2 separate regions of the Mus musculus genome follow, and region 2 is linked to region 1. Evidence: chromatin contacts called from public HiChIP or PLAC-seq data. All regions are on one chromosome and are shown on one strand. The core of a region is the stretch at or near the end of the contact, and the rest is flanking DNA. Distances in the headings are between cores, read along the strand shown.

Region 1 (5,591 bases), core at 879-3,378:
AGGATCAGGTCTCGTTCCCATGACCATTATATGACCTTGAAGTTCTACTGTGGCAGTATGTGGCGTCTTCCCATCCTCATGGCCGAAACAACCCACAAGGGCAGTGGCGTCGAACCGGGAGTTCAGATTCCCTGTGAGTACACATGGTGAGTAAACCACACCAGGACCAGGCAGGCAGTAGGCAGAGCAACTTTACTTATGGTGATTCAAAGCTTACAAAAGTTTGGGGGTCTGAGGGCAGGGACATCCAGGATGGGCAAAGGTCATTGGCTGGAGACCTTAGGGTACCTGGAATGCTTCATTAGCCTGGGGAAGCATTTCAGGAAAATCTCAGGTGCTGGGTGAACAGGTTTTGTCAAGAGAAAGGATCTTATAAACTAGTTGAGGTTATGTGACATTTTTCAAGTAGAGGTGAGTGTGTGTGTGTGTGGGGGGCTTAGAATTCCCCAGACAAGGTCAGAGAAGGAGAAACTCTGCTAATGGAGGGAGTCCTCCATTCGTGCTGAGCCCCAGAAGGCCATCCAGTTAATGGTAGACTTCCACCGTAATTAGCAGTTTTCCCACAGCAGTGTTCAGGTCAAGTAGGGTTTAGATCTTAACTGTACTTATTAGTGTTTGTATTCATCATATTTTTTTTCATCACTATGAGAAAGTGTTCCAGAAATGCAACTTAAAGAAGGGAGGGTTTATTCGTGCTCCCTGTTAAAAGGGAGCCGGGAGAGTCCATTATAGCGGTAACAGAGGGTAGGTGATCACATGATATCCATAGTCAGGAAGCAAAATGGTGGCTGCTCCTGCTCCCCAATTTTTCTTTTGTTTTGTTTTGCTTGTTCAGTCTGGTTTTATTCTGTTTTTGCTTTGCTTTGCTTTGCTTTGCTTTGCTTTGCTTTGCTTTGCTTTGCTTTGCTTTGCTTTGCTTTGCTTTGTTTGAACAGGGCTTTATGCTGTAGTTCATGAGGTCCTCAATCTCACTAAGTAGTTCAGGCTAGCCTTGAACTTTTGAAAATTCTGATGCCTTGGCCATTGGAATGCCTAGATTGCAAGCATGAGCCACTATATCAACTTGCTTTCTTTTTTATTAAGTCTGGGGTAACAGCCTGTGGGATGGTGCCCCACAACTTCCTGATGAGATCTGTTCAGCTCACTCAAACTCTAGAAATGCCCATACCCGTACACACTCAGAGGAGCACTGCCTAAGTGACCCCAAATCCCATCAAGCTGACAGTCAAGATTAACCCTCACACTGGTCATGGCTTTGAGCAGGTTAGCTTACCACATTCATTGTTCTGAAAAATGAGGGAAACATCTATCCATGTATCTCATGAGGCAATCAAAATATTTAATGGGATGTTTGTGGTGTATTGTAACCAATTAAAACGTCACATGCTGTTGCAATACAGAAACACCTGATAACAGCTGGTCTCTAAGAAGACAAGGGAGATTTGGGAAATTAATAAATTAGTCAGCTTGAATGAACTCTACAAGACTGTCTTGAGGAAATCAGTTCTCTCTCTCTCTCTTTCTCTCTCTCTCTCTCTCTCTCTCTCTCTCTCACACACACACACACACACACACACACACACATATACACACACACACAGTTCCATTTTGTTCTACAAGCTATCATCCTACTTTACTGAATCATGTTATCGTCAGAGACATTAATGTTTGCCTCCTGCATTAATTTGGTTGTCTAGTTCAGTATGTAGAGCTCCACAGTATTCTTATGCAGCCCTGTCCTGAGTCCCCACTATTTTCCTGCCCATGGCTTGGAAGCTATTATCTGCTCTACCCAGTTACCACACCCCAGGCAAATGTTCCTTTTCCCATTGCAGTATATTTTTTAACTCTCTACCTGAAATCACTTATATCCTACCATTAACCATAACTTCCCTTATGGAAAGTTAATAAGCAACTACTTTATTATTTAGAACTTTACTCTTATAACACAATTTCAGGATTTTCATACCTTGTAAAGATCTAGTTTTGGCAGCAAATATTGCAAAGCCATTCAAGTTTATGTCAAGGTTAACTTTAATCTGAACTGGTTATTTATTACTTCCTTGATAACTTTTTAACCAAAAGGTTAATGTTTATCCTTAAATATATTTTACTTCAGAGCCGAACGGTGGGCCTCTGTAGCAGGCTTTGCATGGCTACCTCTACATACTGCTATTGCTGGCTATTGGAAGACCTTAGTGTCAGGTTTGTCTTGGGGTATTTTCTATATGCTTGGAACTTGAGGAGAAGATGAAATAGTGGGTGAGATTTAGGGGAGTCATAGTGAGAGCTTGGCAAAGAAGGTTACATGGAGATAGGTGGCAGGGGTGGGCACATTTAAGCATTACCCAAGAAAGCTGTAGTATCAAAGAGTCTGCTGGCATAAAAAGTTCAGTCCAGGGAATTTAAACCTGGAGATAGCCGAATGTGTATGCATCCTTAGGGAAAACATTAGTCAAAATATGTTCTTTTAAAAGGTCCCTTCCCTTAAATGTGCTCATTACATGGAACATTGGCCATAAAAAGAATGTTGTGACAGGTCTACTTCTTATAAGTGAAGTAGTTAATATTTTTCAAAAAAGAGAATTTGTATCATTTATTTGGAGATACTCTGTTCTTTGGAAGCAGTTGTGAGTTCCCTTCAGTAGAAGGGCTTCTTGGGGTTGTGATCAGTTCCCACAGAAATCTGGGAAGGACTGAGAAGAAGATGAACCAAGACAGGGTGGTACTGTCATATAGATAGCCAATACTTGAGTGGAATAGATGGACCAGGAAACAGAATGAAAGGAGAAGGACCTTTCATGTTCTTCTACAACCTCCCAGAATGCACATCTCCTAAAGCCTTTACTGGGAACCACTCCGTCATTCTCAGTTTTACAGAATCCTTTAGTTCTTACAAGAACCCTGGGCTCGATAGTGATGTTGTGATTTTATAACTTAGTAGCAACTGGAACTTGTACAAATGATAACTGGGAATCATCTGAGGTCCCCTTTGAGAAGCAATGGGAACCATTTTTTCCATATTTCCAGTAGTTCTCCCTAGGAAAACACTCATGTTTAACTCTAAATTATACCAATAAACTGAGAATGAAATACTGAATCCCGTCTTCCAACTTTTACTGTATTTTAAAAGCTGAGCCTGAAAAACTTGCTTTTCACTTAACCTTCAGTATTTAGGGCAGTGCCTAGATATCATGTTAAAGCTAGTCACTGTTGTAAAATACACCCTAAAACATCAGTGGATTAACATAAAAATGTATATGTACAAATACATATTTGCTCATTTGTTCATATTTGTTTAAAATCATCTGGCCTATAAGGCTGCCCCTTTCCAAGTAGAGATTTGGAAATCCAAGCTGCCTTTATTTCATAGATATGGATTTTGGAAGATGAACTACCATGGCAGAACCACACTCAACCAGTTGGGCAGATTAGCCATATAAACCCATCTGTCTTTAAAAACTGGGAAATGTAAGTACACTGTAGCTGTCTTCAGACACACCAGTAGAGGGTGTCAGATGTCATTACAGATGGTTGTAAGCCACCATGTGGTTGCTGGGATTTGAACTCAGGACCTTCATAAGAACAGTCAGTGCTCTTAACCGCTGAGCCATCTTGCCAGCCCCAAAGGTTCATTTATTATATTTCTATGAGTAAACTGTAGCTGTCTTTGTTGTGAGCCACATGTGGTTGCTGGGAATTGAACTCAGGACCTTTGAAAGAGCCGTCAGTGCTCTTAATCGCTGAGCCATCTCTCCAGGATATAAGATACAATTTCCTAAACACATGAAACTCAAGAAAAATGAAGACTGAAGTGTGGACACTATGCCCCTCCTTAGAAGTGGGAACAAAACACCCATGGAAGGAGTTACAGAAACAAAGTTTGGAGCTGAGATGAAAGGATGGACCATGTAGAGACTGCCATATCCAGGGATCCACCCCATAATCAGCATCCAAACGCTGACACCATTGCATATACTAGCAAGATTTTATCGAAAGGACCCAGATGTAGCTGTCTCTTGTGAGACTATGCCGGGGCCTAGCAAACACAGAAGTGGATGCTCACAGTCAGCTAATGGATGGATCACAGGGCTCCCAATGGAGGAGCTAGAGAAAGTATCCAAGGAGCTAAAGGGATCTTCAACCCTATAGGTGGAACAACATTATGAACTAACCAGTACCCCTGAGCTCTTGACTCTAGCTGCATATGTATCAAAAGATGGCCTAGTCGGCCATCACTGGAAAGAGAGGCCCATTGGACACGCAGACTTTGTGTGCCCCGGTACAGGGGAACGCCAGGGCCAAAGGGGGGGAGTGGGTGGGTAGGGGAGTGGGGGTGGGTGGGTAAGGGGGACTTTTGGTATAGCATTGGAAATGTAAATGAGCTAAATACCTAATAAAAAATGGAAAAAAAAAACTGGGAAATGTTAATAGTCTAGGGGATCAGGAAGTTATACAGCTATAGTAGTGGAATATTTGTGCATGCATAATGGGACACCCTGGGCATGAACATGAGATCTAAAAACCTGATTCACTTGTACTTCACTCATATTCTGAAGGTCATTGCATGCATTGCATTCTGATTGCAGGTCACTGTGTAAAGTCAGGAATGCAATAGTATCATACTGGCAGTCAATTTTATATTTTGGAACATTTGGGCTTTCTCAGCCTATGATGTTTGTAACCCTCTCCTGAGGAAAGAGAAGCAACACAGTGATCTCCTGGGGTCAGTCAGGACATCCCGCCCAGCGGCTCAACTTTGTGAGATTTGACTGAGTTCACTTTGTGCTGCACAGTTGATACTGCATTCCTTTCTACACCACTCCATGTGGCTTCAAGGACATCAAGGACGAACCAGTTTTTAAAATCTATAACTCTGTATCGTGAGGGTCAAATGTGATGGTATGTGGGAGAATGTTTTGTAAGGTACTGAGATGGATTTGAATGCCCAGGTTATTTTTAGTGAGCATCTGGATGCGGTTTTTTTGTTTGTTTGTTTGTCTTTATTTTTTTGTTTTTTTTTGTTTTTTGTTTTGTCATTTGGTTGCTTGGCCACTTGTTTGCTTACTTATCTGGTAACTTTATACTTTCTGGTAGAGAAGTAATGTGGCCAGAGGAAGTAATATGCTACACGTGACCAAGACATTTCAAATATCTTAGGTACTTGCCATACCATAAACCACTTTTGGCACAAATATAAACACTTCTTTTCATAGTGATTAATAGCCAGGCATCTGAAGTCAGAATACACTACTAGATGTGTGATTTTTGTATGAAGTGTTTTAATTTTTCTCTCCCTTGTGAAATGGAGGGTAGTAATATTTTCATTTGGGGATGACAATGAAAATTAAAGCATTAGAATACCTAAGCTACTCGCACAGTGTGCTTAGTCTCATGGCACACTAGACAGATGGCTGCAGTGTATCTTCATCATCATTATTAATTACTATTACTTTTTATTATGAAGGAACAATTATGTTATTCCCAATATGCACAATTAAATTATCCCATTGCTTAACTAAATCAGGAAGTCCCTTAATCTTTCTAAACACTCTATTGCATGAATGTTGATTATGGAAAATAACAATCTT
Region 2 (5,591 bases), core at 927-3,426, 340 kb before region 1:
GACTGGTAGGTGGATTGTCCCAGAACGCTAGACCTAGGTGGGAAGTGGAGTCTGGACTCCTATCCCTTTAAGGTAGGAACCAGGAGTGCCCTGGTGCCACCGCATCAGAATGCCTTGTGCACAGCAGGCAGCTCTGCTGTCCCACCGCTTGTCTCGCAGGAGTGCATGGCAATTTGGTTCGCACGCAACGAAGTCTAAAGCAGAGCGACTCTGGAGAGTCCTCTAGATTGAGACACAGACAGAAAGGAATCCTCTTTGTTCCAGGGGAGCAGCAACTGCTTGGGGAGTGAAGGGGAATTAAAAAAAAAAAAAAAAAAAAGTTGCGGGCTGAGTTTCTAGTCCGGCCCTGCTGAAGCCTGATCGGATAAAGCTTTGCGTGTGGCTGAGTTCTCGTGTGGCTGAGTTCTCAGGCTCCTTCAGGTCCGAGGCACCGGGCGATTCTTCACCCTTCAAGGAGGGCAGGGACCTTTGAGGAGGTTCGGCGGTGTGGACTTGATCTCTATGTCTCCAAGAAAGCCTGCCCTGAGCCCCAGCCCGAGCCATTGTCTTGTTTAGCTGTTTACAGATGAAGAGGGGCTGAGATCTTGCATACGTCTCAGTTTTCTGGAGGGGAAAAATGTCACATTGAACATTAACTATTTCTTTTTACTACATTTCCCTCAGAATTTGCAAGACAATTGCCCCTTTCTTTCTAGAAGGGCCTAACCCTTACAGCACAAGGGGTCTGAGCGAAGGGTGAGCTCCTGCGATTTCCTCGGACCTCGGAGCTGTGATCTCAGTTGTCGACTGCGTGGATCTCATTTGTGTGGCAGGCTGGAGGTGGCCTCCGTGATGCATAAGTGCTGAAGTCTGAGACCAGACCAAAGGGAGAGCTGAGTTCTCACCCCGACCTTTCCCATTTTCTGGATTTTTTGAGGGTGTATCTTATTTTGCCTGGTAGGTCCGTGAGAGAAGCCGTGGGACGCTTCTTCCTCGGACACCAGCGCTGGGATAGTCTCCAGCACCGTTTTGGAAAGCGAGGGTTTAGCTGTTTGCTCTTAGGGCTCTCAACTAGTCTGCGATGCTCCAAGTCCACAAACAAGCAAAGTCTCTCTGGTCTTGGGGTTCTGGGCCAGCGTTCCTAAGTCATGGGTATTGGAGAGGCCACATCTTGCTTCTTTCCCAGGGATTTTAATCTCCTGGTTCACTAAGATCCAAGATCACTAACCACCTTGAATGTGAAACAAAATCAGGACAAAAGGTACGGATACTGTCATCACTTGGACTGTTTTGAGGTGTGTGGTCTAAGAGCTAGACTCAGCTTCGCCACAGCTCCTCGCACTACTGCCGATGGCCGCAGCCTGGTTCTGCAACAAGGTGAACCAGGCCCTGGGCATGCTGTTCAGCCTGCGACAGGTCAGGAATGCCTGAGAGGCTAAGATGCCCAGATTCAGCTTGGGAAACCACCTCTAGCGGCCAGCATCTAGACTTTGAGGAGTTAGTAAGCAGCTCCTTAGGGTCCACACTCTACTTCCCTCTTCGCTAACCAGGTTCTATTAGTTCACAAGGGTCACAGACTTGACTCTGTGTCCCGGGGCAGGGAGATCATGGCACGTGTGCACCGTGATGCAGGTACAACCCTGGTGTTTGTGCTCTGTTGTCCCCACAGCGCCGGCCTCCTCAGCCTTGGAAATTTTCCGTTTCCAAGACTCAAAGGAAAACCGTAGTGACTGTTCAGAGGTGTGAGCGTTCTCGTGACATCACCTGGCTGATGTAGCAGCAGCGTGTAAAGTTTACTTCCTAAGTTGCCCTCCCCTCTTCCCCCATCATTCCCAGGTAAAGAAACTGATTGCAAAGGGAAGAAAAAGTAGCAAAATCTACCGTAGCAACACAGGAAATTTAACAGTCACAAGACTGCCCCCAAGTGATTGTTTTCGGAATGACATAGGCCGGCTACTTCGGGCTTATCTTTGTAGCTAATGACATCTTAGCTGGACAATCACCGAATCCACACATTTTTATTAATTCCACAAGGAAGGAGCAACGGCTCCAAGAACCCCGCTGTTTGAAGACTCGGATAATTCGTCCAATTTGTCTTTCAGCCTTACTACCGTGAGCCTTTTAAACTGCACTTTCAACATCAAACTCCTCCCCAAGAGGCAGTGTTCCTCCACCCATATACTCTCTCTTTCACCTTCTTCCTGGTTTCCTCTTTTCGAAACAATAGCACGGGCTGCTGGAGTCTGTCTGATGATATAACCCTTAAGGTATTCACAAGCAGACCCGGGGCCAAGTTATCAAAGGCCTGAGCTTTTTCTTCTGCCCCCCCCCCTTAAAGCTGTTTACTATTCAGGAAATTTGGTAATTATTTTTTTCTCTCCAAGTAGTGGCATTGCCCGCTTCCTTTTGATATTAGATCCTCCACGGGCCCCTAGCTTCATGCTGTAGAAAGAGGAGAAAGATGAAGGGACCGGATTCATTTTCCTTTACGTCATCATGTCTGCTAAAGACCAGCTGAGGGCTTCGGAGGCACAGGAAGCCTGGAGCTGGGAGAGCCCTCGGGCTCCCAGGGCAGAGGAGAGTGGCTAGAGAGTGGTGGGCTCAATCATTTTATTATACTACAAGCGCAAGGACTTTGTACCTCCTCCCCCACCAGGGTACCTTCAGTACTTTTATAACAGGATTGAAAAAACACCTCATGAAGGGGAAAGTTAACATTTTTAAAGATGCTTTTGTTAAGGATGCTCCACACAGAAACATATGAGGGTTTGTTTTTGACCTGAGAGAGTGTGGGCTGTGAAGGTTTCTGAATAGTCTTAATCTCCATCACGTTTACTGTGGTTTCCCCGTGACAGATACAGTGTCCTGCTCCTCACAGGTGATACTCATTAATATCTGCTTGTGGAATTTTGGGGAAGAGCAATGCAAGGGAATTCCCAAAGACCTGGGTATTTAATTCAATTCAATTTTTTTTAATCCTTCTAATGTATATACGTTTAAAGACACACACACACACACACACACACACACGAAAGACAGGGTTTCTCTGTGTAGCCTTGGCTGACTGGCCTGGAACTCAGAGATCCTCCTGCCTTTGCCTCCTGAGTGCTGAGATAAAAGGCATGCCCTGGCACCACCACCTGATTCATTTCTTGGGCTATTTCTGTGGTTGTTTTTCAAGAGAAGGCTTCTTTTTCTAGCCCTAGCTGTCCTAGAACTCGGTCTGTAGACCAGGCTGGCCTCAAACTCACAGAAATCCACCTGCCTCTGCCTCCCTAGTGCTGGGATTAAAGGCATGTGCCACCACTGTCCAGCAGAGTGAGTTCTTCAAAGCAGGATTAAGTATGCTGGATAGTGGGATGTTGATTTTCTTTAATGAGGTGAAGTTTTTCTTCCCCCACTAAACTGTAATATAGAGATCAAAGACTCAATGGTCATACTGTCATTATAAACAACATTGTACATATTGGACAATTGGTCACATTGGAAAACCATAAAGATAAGACTCAGCTTAAAGTGGGTCATACTGTTAGATGGTAGGGGCCACACCTTTAATCTCAGCACTCAGGAGGCAGAGGCAGGCAGATCTCAGAGGTCAAAGCTAACCTGGTTTACAGAACAAGCTCCTGGATAGTCAGGGTTACACAGAGAAACCCTGTGTTTCTTCTGACCACAGCCATTCCTTCCTGCTCTGAGTCAAGTATGCCTTGTCTCTATCTTAGGGCCTTTGACTTTGCTGTGCCTCTGGCTGGCTGGGTTTTCTTCCAGATATCACAATGCTCTCTTCTTTGAGCCATTTAGTCTTCCACATACATTTTAAAACATTATTTGCAAGTCTATCTTCATCATTTTTTCCCTTTTTTAAAATCAAAAAGAGATGTTTTCCCCCAATACAGTACATTCTGGTTATGGTTTCCCTTCCAACTTCTCCCAGATCCTTTCCCAGCTCTCCACCCAAATTCACATCACTTCTTTCTTTCTCATTAGAAAACAGTCATCTAAAAATGAAAACAGGGGAAAAAACGAAGAAAAAGCACAGGAAACATAGATTCGCACACACAGAAATCCTATAAAACACAAAAGTGCAAACCATAATATATAAGCAAAGACCTGTAAGGTTAAAAAAAAGTATCATGAGTCAAACAAAACAAAAACAAAAACCAACTGATCCAACAAACACCCTAAAAACCACAATTGAGTTCATTTTGTGTTGGCCATCTACTGCTGGATGGGATTTGTATACCCCGTGAGACTCCAGAGGAGAAAACTAACTTTTCCTTTGTGAGTGCCTATCTGTCAGAGACAGCTTCTCCCTTAGGGATGGGGGCATGTGTTCATGTCCTCTCTCAGAGCTAGGACGGTATCTTGCTTAGATCTGAGCAGGCTCTGTGCATGCTGCTATCGCCTCTGTAAGTGGTATGTGTGACTGTCCTGTTATGTCTAGAAGGCCTTGTGCACTTGCTGTCTTCCATCCCCTCTGGCTCTTACAATTTTTCTACCTCCTCTTTTGCAGAGTTCCTTATACCCTGAGGGAAGGATTTGATGGAGACACTCCATTTCAGAATGAGTGTTCCAGGGTCTTTCACTCTCTGCACATTGTCCAGGTATGGGTCTTTGTATTTGTTTCCATCTACAGCAAGAGGAAGCTGATGATGGCCGAGCAAGACACTGATCTATGAATGTAGCAGAATAGTTTGAGTCACTTTATTTGCAGCTTGATTTTATTTTATTTTGTTTAATTTTATTTAGAAACCATTCTCTATTAGTTTGCTAGGGCTGCCATAACAAAACATGATAGCCTGGGTGACTTGGCTGACATTGTCTTATGGATGTGGAGGCTAGAAGTTTCAGGTTAAGGTATAGTCAGGTCTGGCTTTCTCTAAAGATGGCTTCTGCCTATGTTCTCATGTTCCCTTTTTCCATGTGCACATTCCTTGTGACACTCTGGGCATCCTACATTTTAAAAACTCTTCTAATGAAGAAAGATACAAGTTGGGATTTGGCTGCAGTGCATGCTAATAGACTCAGTTTTTAGGTGCATATATATGGTAAAATATATATTATATATTAAATATATATTATGTATATATAATATATATAATTTTATATATATGAGTATTTTGCTTGCATTTATGTCTACACCAGGTGTGTGTCTGGTGCCCTTGAAGGCCAGAAGAGGGTATTGGATTTTCTGGAACTGGAGTTATAAATGGAGTTATTAGCTGCCATGTGGATTCTGGTCCCCTAGTAGAGCAACCAGTGCTCATAATCGCTGACCCAACTCTCCAGCCCTAACACAGCATACTCATTTTAAATATAATTATCTTTTCAGAAGGTCACTCTCCCCCAGATAGTCTCAGTAAATGGGTAAGTTTCTTTTTTATACTTTTGTTCATTGCTGTACAGTCACTGCCTAGTTTAGTGGCCAGCATACACAGCAGGCACTGAATAAACATCTGTAAAATGATGTAATGCATTTGCACACTTGTCTTCCCCTTGAAACCATTTGAGTTGACAACCTCTAACCTCTCTCCAGTCAGGATTATTTTTAATCAATAAGCGTCACTTTTACATCTATCCTATGTGCACTAGTGTGCCTCATACAAGAATGA

What was found. HiChIP or PLAC-seq counts read pairs in DNA pulled down with a chosen protein or histone mark.
Region 2: a CTCF HiChIP or PLAC-seq map of the NIH/3T3 cell line shows a contact between it and region 1, with 8 read pairs. The contact joins the enhancer-like site here to the promoter of Hao2 in region 1. A contact is called at or near these places in 7 of 39 promoter capture datasets (the 3T3-L1 cell line, cranial neural crest, frontonasal cranial neural crest and 3 more), 1 of 15 datasets of contacts at CTCF or cohesin (the NIH/3T3 cell line), 9 of 484 Hi-C or Micro-C datasets (cerebral cortex, cortical neurons, embryonic limb bud and 5 more), 4 of 115 datasets of contacts at active chromatin or transcription factors (the NIH/3T3 cell line, embryonic limb bud, embryonic stem cells and 1 more) and 1 of 9 other capture datasets (embryonic stem cells).

Annotation. Positions count from the first base shown.
Region 1 is chr3:98,889,767-98,895,357 of GRCm38.p6, reverse strand. It overlaps Hao2 (hydroxyacid oxidase 2), which reads left to right and starts at 2,128. Exons shown (of 9, transcript NM_019545.4): 1 at 2,128-2,205.
Region 2 is chr3:99,230,491-99,236,081 of GRCm38.p6, reverse strand. No RefSeq gene overlaps it. Among named protein-coding and RNA genes, the nearest start is that of Gm38468, 3.6 kb to the left of the region's middle. Within about 2 kb of position 2,176, at least 31 of the 459 cell types and tissues checked have an H3K27ac peak or open chromatin away from gene starts, as enhancers often do. A contact at or near this core is called in the NIH/3T3 cell line and trophoblast stem cells, where this site is marked.